Linked DNA regions of Xenopus tropicalis: region 2 is linked to region 1. The links are chromatin contacts, called in public Hi-C maps. All regions are on one chromosome and are shown on one strand. The core of a region is the stretch at or near the end of the contact, and the rest is flanking DNA. Distances in the headings are between cores, read along the strand shown. Region 1 holds the start of klf2 (Kruppel-like factor 2). Region 2 holds the start of cers1 (ceramide synthase 1).

What was found. Hi-C and Micro-C count contacts between places; a contact is called where the count stands out from the background.
Region 2: a contact with region 1 is called in a Hi-C map of neurula embryo, with 2.4 times the contacts expected there. The contact joins the promoter of cers1 here to the promoter of klf2 in region 1. A contact is called at or near these places in 3 of 5 Hi-C or Micro-C datasets (brain, gastrula embryo and neurula embryo).

Annotation. Positions count from the first base shown.
Region 1 is chr1:112,430,589-112,433,584 of UCB_Xtro_10.0, reverse strand. klf2 (Kruppel-like factor 2) reads left to right here and starts at 1,431. Exons shown (of 3, transcript NM_001016764.3): 1 at 1,431-1,608; 2 at 2,294-2,996. The coding sequence starts at 1,555.
Region 2 is chr1:112,602,406-112,605,879 of UCB_Xtro_10.0, reverse strand. cers1 (ceramide synthase 1) reads left to right here and starts at 2,050. Exons shown (of 7, transcript XM_002940602.5): 1 at 2,050-2,959. The coding sequence starts at 2,720. It also overlaps a transcript of ddx49 not described here.

The DNA.
Region 1 (2,996 bases), core at 182-2,681:
ACTCTGCAGCTCCAACCTGGCCCAAGGAACGTCTCCCATAGGGCTCAATGGCACTCTGCAGCTCCAACCTGGCCCAAGGAAAGTCTCTCATAGGGCTCAATGGCACTCTGCAGCTCCAACCTGGCCCAAGGAAAGTCTCTCATAGGGCTCAATGGCACTCTGCAGCTCCAACCCGGCCCAAGGAAAGTCTCCCATAGGACTCAATGGCACTCTGCAGCTCCAACCTGGCCCAAGGAAAGCCTCCCATAGGGCTCAATGGCACTCTGCAGCTCCAACCTGGCCCAAGGAAAGCCTCCCATAGGGCTCAATGGCACTCTGCAGCTCCAACCTGGCCCAAGGAAAGTCACCCATAGGGCTCAATGGCACTCTGCAGCTCCAACCTGGCCCAAGGAAAGTCTCCCATAGGGCTCAATGGCACTCTGCAGCTCCAACCTGGCCCAAGGAAAGTCACCCATAGGGCTCAATGGCACCCTGCAGCTCCAACCTGGCCCAAGGAAAGTCACGATATCGAAGCTTGAATGAATCTTAAACTTTTGTACTCGGCGCGACAATACAAATTTGTTGCACAAATTTTGTTGCAAAGTATGAAAAAGTTGCGCAAAGTACGAAAAAGTTGCAGAAAATATGCACAGTTAGAACCAATACAATTTTTTTGTATTCGGTCTCAATCGTACTTTGCTACTTTGCCCCTATGTATGGCCCATATTTAGCCTCCCCAAACAAAAACCCTCCGCCTAGTATATACCAACCATATAACATGAGAATTATGATGCATACGTATGGATAAAGCAACGCCTGCGACAGCTGGGGGTCCAGAAGTTACAAGGGGCTGAGCAGCAGAACGCTCACTGATTTCTCACAGTTTAAAAGATTTTTCTAAGAGGACAAATAACGCGGGATTCCCCCTGTAAATAAACTCAATTTGACAACTAAGGTATTTGTACAAACAGAACCTGTTCACATCGTGTTTCACAATAAAGAGAGCGCTACACTGAATTCGCAGGCTTTGCGTTAATTACTACAGCATCAGTTCTACTTCTGAACTCTGACACGATTTGCAACGCTTTCCCTGCCAAATCCAAAAGGGCGGGCTTTTCGGCCTGGGGCTCCCTCCTACGTCACTGGCTCGTCACTAAAGTTCTGTGTTGGCCTGTGTTTCCCTCGGTTGCTAAGGGAGACCACAGGAGAGGGGCGTGGCCAACTCTTTAAAGGGCTCCAGGAGCTGCTGCTCTCGCTGCAGACTGAACTTGACTGCAGGGTTTATATAGTGCTGCTAAATTTAGGCTCCACTGAGTGCTCAGCCTCCTCATCCTGAACGTGTTTCCTCCTCTCCTTGCAATTGGTTTGGTGCGTGCCCCCGTGCCTTTATTTATAAATCCAGGCCCCCTCTCAGCTGCAAGGAAAACTGTTTTTGCTATTGCGCGTAACTTCATGCACACACGGACCTCTCCGCAACAGGGATCGGGGAGTTCGCAAATCCTATTTAATTCGTCATTTTTAATTGTAACTTTTTTTTTCGTTTTGCTGACAATCTGACTCGGACAAGACGTTGGGATGGCTCTGAGCGAGACCATTCTCCCTTCTTTTGCTACGTTTGCAAGCCAAGATGTAAGTATATCGAGTGGGGGAGAGTAGTGAGACAGGTGTGCTGCCTGGGGAGAGTGCTTAGTCGCATATTGAGATTGTTTGCAATTAGACTGGAGTGCCATTGTATGCTGATTAGGACTTTTTCTTCTTCAGCGGCATTATATAAATGATGTAGAATTTTTTTATTAATCTTTATTTTTTCAAGATTAATATAGTATACTATTATCTTATGGAAAATATCCTAATTAGAATTTAGGGCTGCTTTACACCTGCACAACATACTCCTAGGCAGACTTTTTTTGTGTAATACCTGCCTCTGTTCCTATAAGAGAATAATCAATGAAATGAAGTTTTCTAGGACTTTGATGCTTAGAGTAACTGTGTGAGTTCTTGCAGTGCATGAGATTCGCCTGATTTCTGAAAGCAGAAGTTGGTGTGTGTGTGTATTTCTAGGTAATGTGTAGGTGTGGAGATTGAAAGATTTGGTGGATATGAAGTGCATGCTAGAAAGCACTGATTCATTCTGCTATAAAGCAGGTTGTTGTAATGTCTCTGATCCCTATTTATAGTATTTGCAGTGCTCTTTGATTATGTGTCGGTGAGCGTGCTTACTATGATTTGCAGCCCCAGTGTGGGTACATTGGTGTGTCTGTGTAGTTTAGGTAACTACCTGCTCTCATGTATTTCCTATCATTTCTCTTTCTAGAGGTGGAAGTGCGATTATGAGTCCAAGTCTCCCCGCAGCAGCTGTGGCATTCCAGATGTAATGCAGAGCCCAGACGCCTTCTCTACTAAGAAGGAAGATGAAGATTTAAACAATGTGCTGGAATTTGTGTTGGCTATGGGTGGTGACAAAAGTGTCCAAATCTGTGGAGAATATTCAATGGCACCTTCAGAGTCCTGCAATTACTACCAAACAAGCCCTTCTCCGGGAAGCTACAGCACAGACCACAGCCCTCCTCCTTACAGTTCAGGTAGCCTCATGACTGAACTGATTAGGTCTGACATGGACAACTACTGCCATCCCAGCAATGTTCAAGGGAGGTTCTTTGTGACTTCAAATTTTGACTTTCCAGATACTATAAAAGCAGAACCTGACATGGATTCATATGGACCAGTAATGGGCATGGTTCCCCAGTCCTGCACAAAGATCAAGCAAGAGGGCAGTACTGCTTGTATGATGGCATATGAACAGCCTAGACTTGCCAATTCTCCTCAGATGGGTGGCCCTGACACCCCTCCTTTGAGCCCTGATGACATAATGTTAAGTGAATGCCAGTCCCAATTGATGTGCCATCCCTCAGTGCCTTATGGTCATAACTATCAGCACACTGGCTTCCATCACCAGTCACCTGTCCAGTACCAAAATACCTCCCAGTATGGCATGTTTGAGGACAATCTGCCCATGC
Region 2 (3,474 bases), core at 801-3,300, 170 kb before region 1:
AGTATGGTATATAAAACAATACTCCTTTAAGTATTCCTAGCTCAGAGATTAGTTTTCGATAGATTCACTTTTTTTTATATTTATACAGTCCTGTTTGCTCCAATTTTTTATTTTTTTTATCACAAAACCCAGTGTTGTTATTCATTGATCACAACCAATCAGTTCACGTGAATTATTAATTAATTTGCCCCTATGTTTCTTAAGAGGCAGTGTAGGGCAAATACTTACCCTAAGACCCTCAATGAACTTGAAGATATTTTTTTTTTTTTTTTTTTAAAAGGACAGTAACAAAAAAAATGATAAGGTACAATTTACATATAAACTTAGTATGTAAAAACTGTGCCTCAGAAGATTGAATTCCTTGTAAATAAATAAGCTGATTTGTAGGCAAGTATGCAGTATGTATGGGCAGTTTTGGATAGTGAATAAAAGCTAAGCTATTAAAAATAGAATAGGATTTTAGTTCCAATTAACTGGTGTTAGATGTGATTTGTGGCTCTATACATATAGGGTGGAAGCCTTGTTTCCCAAGGATAACTGTTTACTACAGACCCAGGAATTGTCTTGTGAAGACATAAGATTCCTGAGAGTGAGAATACAGTTTTTCCTATCTTACTACCCACTACTTTCAGCAAATCTGCAGGATATAGCAACGTAGATGTGATAGTGTGAGGTAAAATGCAATTTGTAGCACAGTCCTTGCATTTTGAAGTGTCAGTTGCAGGGATTTTAGAATTTCCTTGTGAGTGGAAAAAACTAAAGTTCTTTGCCCCCTTACTTTAGCATAGGGGCTGTAGCTGTGGAACCACCTGGCAAATGGAGGTCCATGGGTTAGGTATGTCCCTTCATGAGATTTTATGGCCTCCAGAGGCCATTTTGGCAATCACTGCAATTCTTGTCCTTCCTAGTGACAGGCAAGCATTGCTCATAATTATGTGGCTCTGTATTTTTTTTTTTCCTATCACTGGTCACTAAAATGACAAATCATATGCTTTCTCATGCATAATTAGGAAAGAAAATACTAAAAGCAGGGCTAGTATTAATGACAAAGCTGTAAAGGTATAATAAATAATGCAAGAGAAATATATTTATTAGACACATCACAATGGGCAATAAAACGAGAATAAGTATAAGAGAAAGTACACATGGAGAGGGAAGGAAAAAAATGTTTTGGTGGGAGAAAGGAGAGATCAGAAATATAAGGAGTTTGGAGGAGGAAGAGGTATGGAAATAATGTAACTAGAAGGTTTGCTTGGGTATAATACAAAAGGAAAGGGATACATTGGTCATCAAACAGGGATGGAGGAAAAAAGGCTGGAGAAAAAGTGATAGAAATATGAGGAGTATGTAGTAAAATTCAATTCATGTTCTGTTTGCATCCCTTTCCTTACCCACAGCAAAAGACACACACTAACTAAAAGCTGACATTAAGATTGATGTTCAAAGAACATACATATGAAAGAGATCAGGAGTGGAATCTGTTCAACATGGCATTAGAACAGATGGACAGAAACGAGCTATGAGCTAAATAATGCCCACCTAGCTACTAGTCGCCTCTCCGTTCCACTGTACAGTTTCCTACGCTTTCCCAACTCCTGAGTCATGTGGACAGCTAAGTCAAAATTGATTGGTCTGTCAGATCCCAGTGCAGCTGTCACTGAAATATCTGCTGAAGGAGGGGAGAGACGGGGCAAGGAGGATCGGGTGAACCCAAAGCTTGGTAGAATTTCAGGTTGACAAATTCACCATCTTCCACTCCAATTCAATTGCTGACCTATTTTTACTTCTGCAGCTCATTCCTCTGAATTGCTTTGGAAGCCCTAAATCCGTAATATGGGAGCGATTAGAAGTTTGTCAGGGCTCTTATTTTAATAGAGGGACAAAATTATTGTTGGGGGGGCACGCCTATGTAAGTATTCCACTCACAGATACTGCAATACATGCGAGGCGCGACCCTCCCGTCACTTTGGAAGGTTCAGCTGCTGCCCCCCCCCCCCCCCCATACAATCCCCATACAATCGGACTCTCACATCCACAGCAGCCGGTCAGTTTGACATCACGCAGGTTCCAATCCCCTCTCCCTGCTCTGATTGGCTGCCGCGCCGTCCTTTCCGCCCCTTCATTCAAACGTGCGCTGAATGTATATGAGGGCTGTACCCTCCCTGCCAAGAGCCGGTGTCTCCCTGCTGCTGGGCGCCCCATCTCTCATTGTACAGGCAGTACCGGGCTCGGTTGTAGGTTTGGGCTTCCTGCCTGTGAGTACCAGCAAAGCACAAGGAAAGGAGCATCCCCTCTCCCATATCTGGACCTGATCTTTCTGTCTGAAGGGGAGGGGGGATTCGCTGAGCCATCTCAAAAAATAGAAGGGGTGTAGGAGCCGCTGCCTCCCAGACCAACTAAAAGGCACCTTGGGATCGCTTCCTATTGTGCATCACACGTCTGTATCCCTCACAGGCCGAGGAGGCACCGGCAGCCCTGCTCCCCCCAGGCCCCTACAGCCCCTTGCACCATTCAGACAGAGCACAATGCCTGTGGGCGGGGGACCAGCAGCTGAACATTAGCCTGGCCGGATCAGTGCCACCATACTAAATGGGATTTCTGGGGTGACTTCGCATCGTCCATTTGTTTTCCATCATGTTTGAGTTCTAACGGGAGCTAAAATCCCTTCAGCGCCGCAGGATACAGGAGCAGCTTCCCGTACATCTTCCCATTGCCCGCCATGGAGGCACTGCACCCAGCACTCCCGCCACCCGCTGCTCCCGGATATATGGAGCTCTTGCTCCGGGGTGGGGGCACATTCATGGATGCCCTAAGGGAATGCAAGGACTGTGGATGGGAACTATCCTTGGCTACCCTAAAGAAACATGCCAGCCTTACCTGGGCAGAGCTCCTATGCCTGCTTATAGGCGCCTTGGTATGGACTGGCCTAAGAAAGGCAACCACAAGGTGGATCTTCCAGGTTAGTTACACAGTAACAGGCATTAGTGGGCAAGGAAACAACCTGGCTTCCTTCTAAACACTTCTCACTCCTTTTATACACACCATATGCACAAGTATCACCAGAGTACCAGCCAGGTGCAAATTCCTACACATATCCACACATCCCTGCTATCTGCACACATTGGGTCACTCACAATTGTGTCAGCTGAGGAAAGGGTGTCACGTTTCAGCAATAATAATGCCAAATCAGTTCATTATTAATAGCAATATCATTAATCTGTTATAATCTTCTGCAGTGCAGAACCATTAGGTATACAGGCATCCTTTTTAGACAAGTGGCCTTTAGATTCCAGGTTACAGATGAAAAGGCCATCATCAGCCATCCTGGTATTGCCCCAAGACAGGCCTGCCATAAGGTGAGTACCTTGCCTCAGGCGGCAGGGAGCAGCCAGTTACCAGGGGTAGCAAAAAGCCACATCTGGTAACTTTTAAAGCCCAATTTTCATTTTTTTTAAATGAAAATTTGCTTTGCTT